Regions from separate parts of the Mus musculus genome. Here region 1 is linked to region 2. Evidence: chromatin contacts called from public Hi-C data. All regions are on one chromosome and are shown on one strand. Each heading gives the region's core, a stretch centred on a gene start, on an enhancer-like site or on the middle of the called end of the contact. The rest is flanking DNA. Distances are from core to core; before and after follow the strand shown. Region 1 has its middle 64 kb from the start of Pla2g4a. Region 2 overlaps Pla2g4a (phospholipase A2, group IVA (cytosolic, calcium-dependent)).

What was found. A called contact is a pair of places that touch in the nucleus more often than the background predicts.
Region 1: a contact with region 2 is called in a Hi-C map of adipose-derived mesenchymal stem cells, with 2.4 times the contacts expected there. The contact joins two enhancer-like sites. A contact is called at or near these places in 6 of 484 Hi-C or Micro-C datasets (adipose-derived mesenchymal stem cells, cerebral cortex, embryonic stem cells and 3 more) and 3 of 115 datasets of contacts at active chromatin or transcription factors (bone marrow-derived dendritic cells, heart atrium and pancreatic cancer cells).

The regions. Positions count from the first base shown.
Region 1 is chr1:150,022,677-150,028,845 of GRCm38.p6, reverse strand. It overlaps the pseudogene Gm19136. Among named protein-coding and RNA genes, the nearest start is that of Pla2g4a, 64 kb to the right of the region's middle. Within about 2 kb of position 1,360, at least 36 of the 459 cell types and tissues checked have an H3K27ac peak or open chromatin away from gene starts, as enhancers often do. A contact at or near this core is called in adipose-derived mesenchymal stem cells and pancreatic cancer cells, where this site is marked.
Region 2 is chr1:149,855,353-149,861,315 of GRCm38.p6, reverse strand. It overlaps Pla2g4a (phospholipase A2, group IVA (cytosolic, calcium-dependent)), which reads left to right. Exons shown (of 18, transcript NM_008869.4): 13 at 190-261; 14 at 3,632-3,871. Among named protein-coding and RNA genes, the nearest start is that of Pla2g4a, 100 kb to the left of the region's middle. Within about 2 kb of position 4,340, at least 60 of the 459 cell types and tissues checked have an H3K27ac peak or open chromatin away from gene starts, as enhancers often do. A contact at or near this core is called in adipose-derived mesenchymal stem cells and pancreatic cancer cells, where this site is marked.

The DNA of each region.
Region 1 (6,169 bases), core at 111-2,610, 170 kb before region 2:
TTTATTACATATTTTCCTCAATTACATTTCCAATGCTATCCCAAAAGTCCCCATACCCTCCCCCCTACTTCCCTACCCACCCATTCCCATTTTTTTGGCCCTGGCGTCCCCCTGTACTGGGGCATATACAGTTTGGGTGTCCAATGGGCCTCTCTTTCCAGTGATGGCCGACTAGGCCATCTTTTGATACATATGCAGCTAGAGTCAAGAGCTCCGGGGTACTGGCTCACAGTCAGCTATTGGATGGATCACAGGGCTCCCAATGGAGGAGCTAGAGAAAGTACCCACGGAGCTAAAGGGATCGGCAATGGCAATTCTTAGAACAGAAAACACTTAGTTGGACCTGGATTACATTTTCAGAGATTTAGTTCATTATCATCACTGCAGTAGGCTGGCATCTTGAGGAGGAGCTGAGAGTTCTATATCTGGCATGCAGAAGAATTGAAGGAAACATACTTTCTCCAACAAGGCCACACCAATTTCAACAAGGTCATATTTAGTGTCACTCTCTGTGGACCTATGGTGGCCATTTTCATTCCAACTACCATAGCTGTTCTCTGGCTGTGAGGTTAATTTAGCTTAGCCATTCTATGAGCTACTTGAAAATAGAGCTGATGACAACAAGATGTAAAAATATCTTGTATTATCTTGTAAAATTGCAAAATCATCTAAGAAACACAAACAAGAGAGTGAAAATCAGTCAATCGGTTACCTAAATAAAGCATTGAGGGTCATCAAGATGGTTAGTATGTGGTGGTACTTGCTGTCAAGGCTGATGCGCAACTTGAATTTAATTCCTGGGGTTCAAAGATGGAAGGAACTCCTGATGATTGTCCTCCCACCTCCACACACAGGTTGTGGTATGCATGTATAGCCATACACATGTAGAATAAATAAATTTATAAAGAAAATAGTTTATTGAAATGTACACTTTATATTTTCCTTGCTTTCTATTCAGATTTAGGATACCCTTGCCTAGCAGTGAGACTCACTGGTTCTAGTAGTCATCTGCCATAGCCATCAAAAACCTACTCCCCTGGGGTGGACAATCCTTCAGAGATGACACAAAAGTTGACAGAGAAAACAATCAAGTCCAACTTTAGACCTTAGTAAGAGAATTCTCCTGAAGTGATCAGTTTCAACCCTTTCCTAGGTTTTGATATTTTTCTCTCTGGTTGGTCCTCTTGCATGTCTATATGGGCATTTGTAAAACAGCTTATAGAGAGGAAAAAATGCAGCTCCCTGTTACCCGTCCACACCCACTGATACTGGAATTCCATGTGGGCTAGACTGGAGGACGAGGGAAGTCACTGACTAACTTCTGCTACCCCAGAGCAGTCTGACCAGAAGAGAAGATAGAACAGAGCGGGCTGTTAGTGCACATTGGAATTCCACAGGATTCCAGAACCATGAGCCGATGGTTTAGTAACTATAACAGTGTTATCAAACACAAACATACAAAGCTTTCTTTTCCAAAATGAGTCTACAAACACAGGGATTTCCTCCCCTGGGCTGTTTCCATCGGGGAGAACTCTGATAGGAAGGAAAGTCTAAACAGTGAGTGGCAACACAGAACAAGGGCATGAAGACTCAGCATCATGCCCTGCATGATCCTTTCCTTCCAGGGACTCACTAATTTTATGACTGCAGTGACTCATCTCCACCCCCATGCCTCAGTTTACAAAAACACACTGGTAAGATACCACCACCAAGACAAATTATAGCTTCGTTGACCTCTGTCATTTGTCATGAGGCAGTCACACAAGAAACATAGCAGACAAGATATAACCCTTTCAATCTATCATAACTTTAAAGAAGTATTTATAAAAGGTCAAAAAGACAGGTAACACCTCAGTGCTACAGGTGCCAGTGGAAAATGACTGTTATAGAGGTTGGCTTGGCAACTTACATTATGTAATCAGGTAATTATGTAATCCTGCCATTAAGCAAATTTGTGCGGGAGGATCTCCTTGAGTTGGTGGCTAGCCTGAGTTTCTGAGTCCCAGGCCATTTAGGGACACAGAGTAACACCCTGTTTCAAAACAAACACAAAACTCTTAATCAATCAATAGAGAAATAAATAAAAGACATAGATAGAAAAGGAGAAAAGAAAAGGAAAAATGAAGAAAGAATAGAGTGATTGTAGAATGGAAAGGGAGGACTTCCTGTGATGGACAGCAGTGACCTCAGATGTGTGACAAACTCTGGATTCTATGCCTATAATGAGTGATTGTTGTGCTAAGCTACCTCTCAATAAAAAATGTGATTGCCCTGTGTCACTGGGAGTAAGGCATAGTCCTATCCAAGTCTTATCATGTCTGGCCCCTTGTCTCTCCTGCAACACTTTGCTGGTCTTCCTTGGTTTTCCCTGGTCTTCACTTTGCAGAAAGAAATGTGCCAAAGTCCTTCTCTTGGTATTCTGGCTGATTCCGCTGACTCATGCTGATTCGGTGGAGGGGGCTGGGCAGGGCTTGTAGTTTCTGCTGGATAGAGGACTGCTACTGATTCATGTTTGTTGTTTGCTATTGGACTGGACTGCTGGTATCCTGACACTGAAGAGTGAAATCACTGCCAAAGAACTACTTCTAAACTGGCCCACCAAACCCTGTTCTTATGAACCTTCTTTTTCAGTCGCTGAACTAGAAGGGAGGTTGAAGTGTTCAAGAACCCTAAATAAAGTAGATTTAGAGAAAAATCTAAGCCTACAGCTAGGTTTCCATTACCAGGCATGATTTACCTCTTGTTGAGTGGTTCTTAAGTCAAATTAGAGAGCTGTTGGTTCCTGTCAAGATATAGGTTTTGATGCCCTGTTGATCATTGCTGTGGCTAGTAGGCATCAATTCTGGCCAAGACTGTCGATTGTTTTTTTTTTTTTTTGAAGCTTTCAAGGTGCCATCTAGTACCATAAAATCTACTCCCCAGGGAGGAGGCTTACAGGTCAGCTCATCTCAGGGGCCCCTGGACCCTATGTCTGAAGTGTGTGGTGTTTCTACAATAAAGAACCTTTGTTGTTCTACCTGTGTTGAAAAACCAAGGGCAATATTGGTAGCCTGCAATGTTTTGGAGTCTCTTGGGCAACCCAGAGCAACTCAGAAGAGGAATTCTTATGCCAGGTATTGGAGTTTTTGTAAGCTGGTCTTTGGCTTTTTGAAGGAGCAGTGTCAGTCCAGATTAGAACATTTTATTTAAATTATATATGTTTATTTGTACATGAATGTACATGTATTAGTGGTTTTTGCTAATAGCATTATTCCTTATGTCTTTTTGAGACATGCTTACTGTTATTTTATCTTCTTTTGTATGTATTTCCCTCCTTTAACAAGAGACACCCCCCGCCATTTTCTATTTCTCTTATCAGATCCATGATATCCTTCTGTTCTCCTCTCAATTGCTCCCCAAACTTCTGACCCTAGCAATGGTCTCTTTTTACTTACCTGATGTCTGTAGTTCCTCTAAGAAATGTATTCCCATCTGAGGGTCATCTCACTGCAACAGAAGGGTAATACTCAACAAAACTACTAACAACAGATCCCGAAGGATTTGTGGGGAAAAGGGAATCATTGTTCACTGTTGGTGGAATTGCAAACTCTCAAAATCAGTGTGGAGAATTCACAAAATTCTAAAAATAACCTTGGCATAGCTCCAAAGGACTGGATATCCTACCCCAGAAATACTTGCTCAGCCAGGTTCATTGTTGCTCTATTTCAATAGCTAGGAAATAAAAACAACCTAAATGTCTTTCAGCCAACATATTGATAACAAAATGTGGTTCATATCCACTATGGAATATGATTCAACTTATTAAAAAATGAAATAAGGATGTTTGCAGGTAAGTGTATTTCACAACTGATAAACCTATCTCAATGACATGTGATAACTTTTACATAAAAAAGTTCTATAACATAACATGAATAATCTTCTGTAAATACTTCAATTTCCGTGTTTCTTGGATTCATGCTGTATAGTGGGTCTATTAGACTGCATAGTCCATGCCTTTCCCTTTGAAGATTACCAACCTTTGCCAAAGGTATATTTCCCAATAAATCATCATCAACATCTTGAACACTGCAAATAAAAACTTGATGGTAGACACAAGCAATACTTTTGAGCCTGGAACTTTAGGGCTAGGGTCCCTGGAGAGAATTCTGTGCTTCTTAAGGCTATTGTATCCCATGCTTGAACAAAGAGCTTTATGACCTGGACATAAATGAGAGGAGAACCTGAAATACAGATGGGTCTATTCCAAGTACAGTCTGGTCTCCTTTGGGTAATATGTTGAAGTCCATCAGGGAAGATGACCTCAGGGTACTAAGACTGCATAAAGCATGGTAATCCTGTACAGGTCTCTCTCATGCTCTGTTCCCCCTTAGCTCCAAAAATACCAACTCTTGTCCTCAACTCATCCTGGAACTGAACCAGCAGTTCTTCAAGCACTGGTTCAGTCTTCTGGATGTTTCAGTACATTTTGTACTGAAATCCTTATTAGAAGTTTCCATGTCAGTTCTCTTGAGTCACCCCCACACAGCCTAGGTTTACTGTGTGAGCAGGACATGGTCTGGGTACTCCCTGATCTTGGCTTTCCTGTCAAGATGCCTGAGGCAGTGCACCATGGAGAGGAAGAAGTGGAGACCTTTGCCTTTCAGAAAGAAATCACCCAGCTCATGTCCCTTATCATCAATACTCACTATTCATCAAACAAGGAAATTTTTCTTTGGGAATTGATCTCTAATGCTTCTGATGTTTTGGAAAAGATTTGGTTTGGGAGTCTAAGGGACCCTTCCAAGTTAGACAGAGGAGAAGAACTGAAAATTGACAACATCCTTAACCCTTAGGAGCACACACTGACTTTGGTGGACACAGACATTAGTATGACCAAGGCTGACCTCATAAATTTCTTGGAAACCATTGCTAAGTTTGGTACAAAGGAATTCTTGGAGGCTCTCCAGGCTGGTGCAGGTATCTCCATGATTGTACAGTTTAGTGTTAGATTCTATTCACCCTCTAGTAGCAGAGAAAATGGTGGTGATCACAAAGCACAGTGATGATGAGCATTATACCTGGAAGTCTGCTGGTGGATCCTTCACAGTTCATGCAGACCACAATGAGCCTATTGGCCAGGAAACCAAAGTGGTCCTTCACCTCAAAGACCAAACAGAATATTTAGAGGAGAGGAGAGCCAAAGAAGTGGGGAAGAAAATCTTGCAGATCATAGTTACCAGGCTATCCCATTACCCTCTACTTGGAGAAAAGCAAGAGAAGATCACTGATGATGAGGCAGAGGAAGAAAAAGCTAAGAAAGAGGAGATAAGAATGATGTAGAGAAACCTAAGATTGAAGATGTGAGGTCAAAGGAGGATGATAGTGGTAAAGACAAGAAAAAGAAAATGAAGAAGAAATACATTGATCAGTAAGAGCTGAATAAGACGAAGCCTATTTGGACCAGAAACCCAGATGATATCACTCAAGAGAAACATGGTGAATTCTATAAGAGCCTCATGATTGGGAAGACCACTTGGCAATCAAACACTTTTCTGTAGAGAGTCAGTTGGGATTCAGGATATCACTCTTCATTCCCCAGTAAGCTCCCATTGACCTATTTTAGAAAAACAATAAGAAGAACAACATCAAACTGTATGTCCACCATGTATTCATCATGGATAGCTGTAATGAGCTGTTACCTCAATACCTCAGATTTATCCATGCTGTAGTTGACTCTGAGGACCTGTCCATGAATATCTCCCAAGAAATGTTCCAGCAAAGCAAAACCCTGAAGTCCTCTGCAAAATTTTGTGAATACATGCCTTGAGCTCTTCTCTGAGTAAGAGTCCACTGACCATTGCCACCTGTCTTGAGTTCCTTCACTATCATACCTTTCAGTCTGGAGATAAGATGACTTCCCTGTCAGAGTATGTGTCTCAAATGAAGGACACAGAACTTCATCTACTATATCACTGCTGAGGGCAAAGAGCAAGTGGCCAACTCTACCTTTGTGAAGTGTGTGTGGAAGTGGGGTGTTGAAAAGGTGTTCATGACTGAACCTATTGATAAGTACTATGTACAGCAGTTCAAGGATTTTGATGGAAAGAGCCTGATCTGAGTGACTAAGGAGGTCCTGGTGCTACAAGAAGATAAGGAAGAAAAGAAAATGGAGGAGAGCAAGCTAAAGTTT
Region 2 (5,963 bases), core at 3,091-5,590:
AAAAGGAATGCGACCACCACATAGCTCTGGTTGGCTTGGAACTGGCCTTGAACCCGGAGAGTTCTGCCTGCCCCCACCTCCTGCGAGCTGGAATTAAAGACTTGCACCAATACTCCCTCGTCTGCCCCGTAAATTTAGTTGTGAATCTGATCCCCAAGATGTCTCAATGATTTTGTCTTCTTCCCATAGAAAATATTACAGCAAAGCACATCGTGAGTAATGACAGCTCCGACAGTGATGATGAGGCTCAAGGACCCAAAGGTGAGAGAGCGAGAGCTTCTGGGAGAGTGTGAGGGGAGGAGGGGAGAGCATTGTCCATCCAGTCCACCTCTATGTCTCTAAGCACTGATGACCTTCTAAGTCCTGAAGTGTCAGCATGGGGGCTGTCCAGAGGCAGACAGGACTGTTGCATAGAACATGAGAGGCAACACAATCACACCTTTCCCTTGCTTTTAACGTCTCACATATATGTACATACTCCAACAAATGGGCCTGTCTGAGGTGGCGCCCGTACTGAATTCTGTCCAAAGCCTGATTAACGAGCTGGGACCTCTTAGTGTGGAAAGCGGGATTGGGGAATATGTTTAGTGTCTTTAACATTCGTGAAAATATTTACATTTAAATAGTCATTCAGCCACGTGAAAGGTCTGCCTGGGCGCCTTAGCGTTCTGCTATGGTCAGTAAACCAACTCTAACTAAGAACGCAGTGGTGAAATGTGTTAAAATTATCAAGACTTGTTGCACATTTGACCTGTGGGTATCAGGGATTCATTTTGCATTGGGACACAGCAGCGAGATATCAGTTTGGTGTGGGTCAGAGTGGTCAGCAGGACATTTGGGATGAGGATGAAGGTGAGGAGGATGAGTGAGGGTGAGAGATATTGGTTGCCGCATGGTATTTGTTGTTAATGAAAAAATGAGAAGATTCTATATGTGGACAACTTTCCAACAAAACAGTTGATAAAAATGCACCCAGTAGTTCACACATACATACACACACACACACACACACACACACATCCCAATTATCACTAAAGAGTAAGATTCTGTTCTCATAGCCAGGCTGCTCTTATGTCTTTATAAGACAAGTTTATGCAAGGCTCAGAGCAGTTACCTCACCACAGGATGTAGCTGCTCCTGACCATGGCATAGGGAAGAATGTGCTGTGCCTTACACACACACACACACACACACACACACACACACACACACACACACACAGAGGGGAGGGGATGGAGCAGGAGAGAGGGAGAGAGAGAGAGAAATAAAATAAAAAGAAGAAATAAAACAAAAAACAAAAAAGCAGCCACCCTTCTGTCATCTAAGCCTTTAGCAGGATGGTGCCAAACTAGGGTTCAGTGCTGGGTTACCGATTTGACTGTTAGCCCTGCTTAATAGCTGAAGCCCTGGAAAGACTGTAGGAAACATACCTTAATTCGAAAGTCTTCATTTAAAAGTTCAAATTTTACATTTGGCTAGTTGATCAGACTTGCATTTTTAAATTTGTTTTTGATGAAGGAAACAAGCCAAGTACAAAGGGGCCCTATGCCCTATGTCAAGTATTTTGAGAATAGTTAGGAAAGGTCATGAAATGGATGTAGCTGATTGTTACTTACTGAGTAAATCACATAAGTGACCAGGACATTTAATCACGATTCAGCAGTAGCCAGTTTTTGAGGCTGAGAAGTTTAAGAACTTTGAATTTGCTGTTTTTGTTTTAGTTTTGTTTTAAGTTAGAGGTTGACACTGTGAATATTTTTTTTATTAGTTCTTACTGTTCTTTTAAAACAAGCATTTTAGGTTCCATGAAAGATGGAACAGATAGGTCATTTTGGTAAATCTCCTGCCCCATACTCTCCCAGACAATGTCCCCTCCCCGCCCGCACTATAACTTGTTCCATCAGAGTGGTACTCTCTGTTACATGGATGCCCTTCAGTGGACGTGTCCTGGTCTCTAATGCCCAATGTGGATGATGCACTAGAGTGTCACATGGAGTCATTTTACAGCTCTCAAAATCTTCTCTACCTAACCATTGGTCAGCTGGGGAAAACTAATTCCTTTGCTCCCTCCATACTGTTGTCTCTCCCTGAATGGTATATAATTGGAAACATGCCGTCTGAATCTTTTTCAGGTCCATTCCTTTTTTCTCTATAATGAAGAGTTTGGTTACTCTGATGTCTGCTTACGGCTTTATGTGTGTTTAGTATATATTTATTGGAAATTGTAGAAGTTGAATATAGATGCTCATCTTTCAAAACACACAAGGTGGTGGTGGGTGTAGTGAGTTGGCTCAGCAGTTAAAAGCACTAGCTGCTCTACCAGAGGCCCCTGGACACCTGTGGCAGCTTACAACCATCTGTAATTCCAGTTCCAAGGAATCTGACGCCCTCTTCTGGCCTTCTCAAGCAATACATGTAAATGTGCAGACAAAAACACCATAAAGTACAAATAAGTTTTTTAAAAATTAAGAAAAATAACCCATGGGGCTGGAGAGATGGCTCAGTGGTTAAGGGTGCCGAAAGCTCTTCCGAAGATTGTGGGTTCAAATCCCAGCAACCACATGATGGCTCACAACCATCGGTAATGAGGTCTGATGCCCTCTTCTGGGATGTCTGAGGACAGCTACAGTGTACTTACATGTAATAAATAAATAAATCTAAAAAAAAAAAAAGAAAAATAACCCATTAATACACAGAATTTTATGTATGCGTGTATAGTTATTCACTTGGTTCCTAGATGCCAGAGCAGAAGGGTTCTGCTCAGGTGTTCTTTGACACTGATAAGATTATGCTGCAGTTTGCCAGCTGTAAGACTTTCTATTCCCAGCTGGAATCGAAGGCCAGCCGCTTCCCTGAGAACTTTACCCTGAGATCCAAATCACAATAACTCTCATTATAATCCTGCGCGATTGACTTCCTAATGAGGAAAGGAAGGCTGGAAAGTGGTTCCTTCAAACTCACTAAACGTGGAGAGGATTAGAACACAGAATGAGCCCTCCCCTAGAGTTGATCTGGGCATAGTTTGCGAGGAGGAAATCATTTGTCATTGCTTCTCTGGACCACTGGTGAATTTTAAAACACTTTATATCATTTGTTTAAATTACAGAGTTTTAAATCCCCAGACTTTATAAGCAGGTCATAAGATCGATGCATGAGAGTGTTTATTTATCAGCAGTCAGATGGTGGGTCTGCTGTCCTGCCTAGCTTTGTGTAATTCTTGGATGTTTATTAAGCAGGATATGGACTCTTAGGAAAAATTAGAAAACATAGGTGGTAGTATGAAGTAATATGGACTCTCAGTGTGTGTCTGTGTTGTGTGTGTGTGTTGGATGAAAGAGAGCTAGGGAGAGGGAGAAGGAAGAAAAATTTTTATGTGAAAAATTTAAATAGATCCAGAGGTTTCAGTGAAGAATATAGACTGACCTTGTGTGTAGGTAAAAGGTAACTATGAGGACTTGAAAACAAAAAACGACTGGGCATTTATATTCTGTTATATTATTTTATTTTATTGCACAAAAGCCCTAGAACTTTAGTTTTAATTTTGATGATTAACAAAGCTAATAATAGCCAAAACCTGTACATTTTGGCACGTGTGTAAATATTTGGCATGTGGCATGTTCCTCCCCTTCAGGCACCGAGAATGAAGAAGCTGAAAAAGAGTACCAAAGCGACAACCAAGCAAGTTGGGTCCATCGGATGCTAATGGCCTTGGTGAGCGACTCGGCTTTATTCAATACCCGAGAAGGACGTGCCGGAAAGGTGCATAACTTCATGCTGGGCTTGAATCTCAACACATCATATCCACTGTCTCCCCTGAGAGACTTCAGCTCTCAGGATTCCTTCGATGACGAGCTCGACGCAGCGGTAGCAGGTATGTAAGCCGTCTAAGCTACTTCAGGATATCTTTAATTTTAATTGGGGAGAAGCATTGTAATTATGGTCAACATTTAACTAGACTCAATTTTAAGAACATTGACTTGTGAGAGACATTACTACTACTGCTACTCCTACTACCACCACTACTACTACTGCTACTATTGAAGAAAAATACATTGGTTAGGTAATGGCCTAGCCATGCTAGTATAGAAAATATTCTTTGAAATACTTTCTTAATTGATCAGGGTTCCCCTAGAGTCAACAGGAAACCTCTACCGTGATAATTATAGAATAGTGTAAAGTAGGGAAATAGGTGCTTCCAGAGTTGTTCCAAGGATTAGAGAAGCAAGTCCGAGGCTTCCAGGAGTGACTCCAAAAAACACCAGACTCATTCCCCAAACGCCTCCACAGTCGTGCCTGGCAACGGAAAGAGAAGAAGCAGCACAGCTATGTCTCATTTCCTCCTTTCTATCCCGTGGGCGGGCCTCTTTGGAAAAGGCCAGGTCTCTACAGATGGGATCTTTGAGGATGCGATGAAAGTTCTCTAGGCCTGGCGCCCCCTTGTGGTAACAGGGAACGTGCAGCACAGGGGTTGGAGTGGAGCCTTCTGCAGTGCCCATCTGGACAGGGAAAATTCCTCTCCAGTTTTCAGGCAAGACTAGGAAACCTTGTGAAGTTGCTTGGTTAAGAATCTAGTCACTTTCACACTTGTCCCTAAGTGAAATTCCCAAGTGTAGTAACCTTTTATTCTTCAGTTCCCTGTGACTTACAGATTAAATGTTACGTTAGCCTTGCTGGTAAGTTATATGGGATACATCTTTTATATGGTGGCCTGAAATTTTCCTCTCAATCACCCCATCATCTTATCTTAGTCGTCTAAATATCATTTCTTAATCATCTCTGTCTTAAGGTCATTACTATGATGCTGTAAAACTTTAGATCAGATAAACAACAAAACTCCCTGAAGCTTTCCCATTGCCTTTGGAAATTATTATAGGCTTCAGAATTTGTTGTTGGTTTCTGTTTGTTTGACTTTAAGGGGAACAAATGTTGCATTTTGTATTGCGTGCACGGCCTTAAATTCTTGGATATGAGTTACATTTTTTCTTTATTTCTTTATTTCTTTTTTCAAGACAGGGTTTCTCTTATAGCCCTCGCGGTCCTGGAACACACTGTGTAGACAAGGCTGGCCTTGAACTCAGAAATCTGCCTGCCTCTGCTTCCCAAGTGCTGGGATTAAAGGCGTGCTCCACCACTGCCCGGCATGAGTTGCTTTTAATTATACATTTATTATCCCCAAATCTATGCAGATTATCTGTAATAAAAATCTAATTGTGATAGAGTAAGTTTACCCGAACTAAAAATGGATTAAAACATACAGCTGGAAGCATTATTTTTCTTGTTTTGTGACTATACTGTTTGTCTTAACTGTCCTGTGGTAAATGCTTCTTCTGAAACTCGTGCTTTACGGTGACTGCTGACAGAATCAAGCAAATCATACTCATAGCTGTTAGATCTATAAAGGACCTTCAGCTACTTAACTTTCTAGACAAAGAATATCAGAGAAACTAGTTCTGTTGTCTTTGTTCCAAATGGCTCAGCAAATCTTGGCTTGGGCCACAGGTCTCAGGGGCTGTTCTAAGTCTTCCCTCCATCACACACCACCCATCCCTGTGGCTTTATTAGTCATTGTTTTGCTGATGTAAGAATGGAAGTTTTCTTGGTGTATACTTCGTTTCATCTCTTTTTCAGTATCATTTTGCCAAAACAGTTCATCTGAGGTTTGCACTGCATACATCCTAGCAAACGTTCCCCACATTTCAAGAACTTCCTGGTAGTTTTATAGTATCCAATATGCTTTTATTTGTCAGTGTTAGGACCATAAGAGAAAGCACTGAGTTCCAAATTAATTTTTTTAATATTAAACAATACATTTATGTGTATATAAATAACACAAAAACATTTGGGACCTATGGAGAATAAGCAATCATTTGCTGCTTAAGTGAGATGAGAATTGAAAGGGGCCACCCTGTGTTTCGGTGACTGTAGGAATTATGCCTCTTTATTGTTTGTCTTAACAGTTGTTC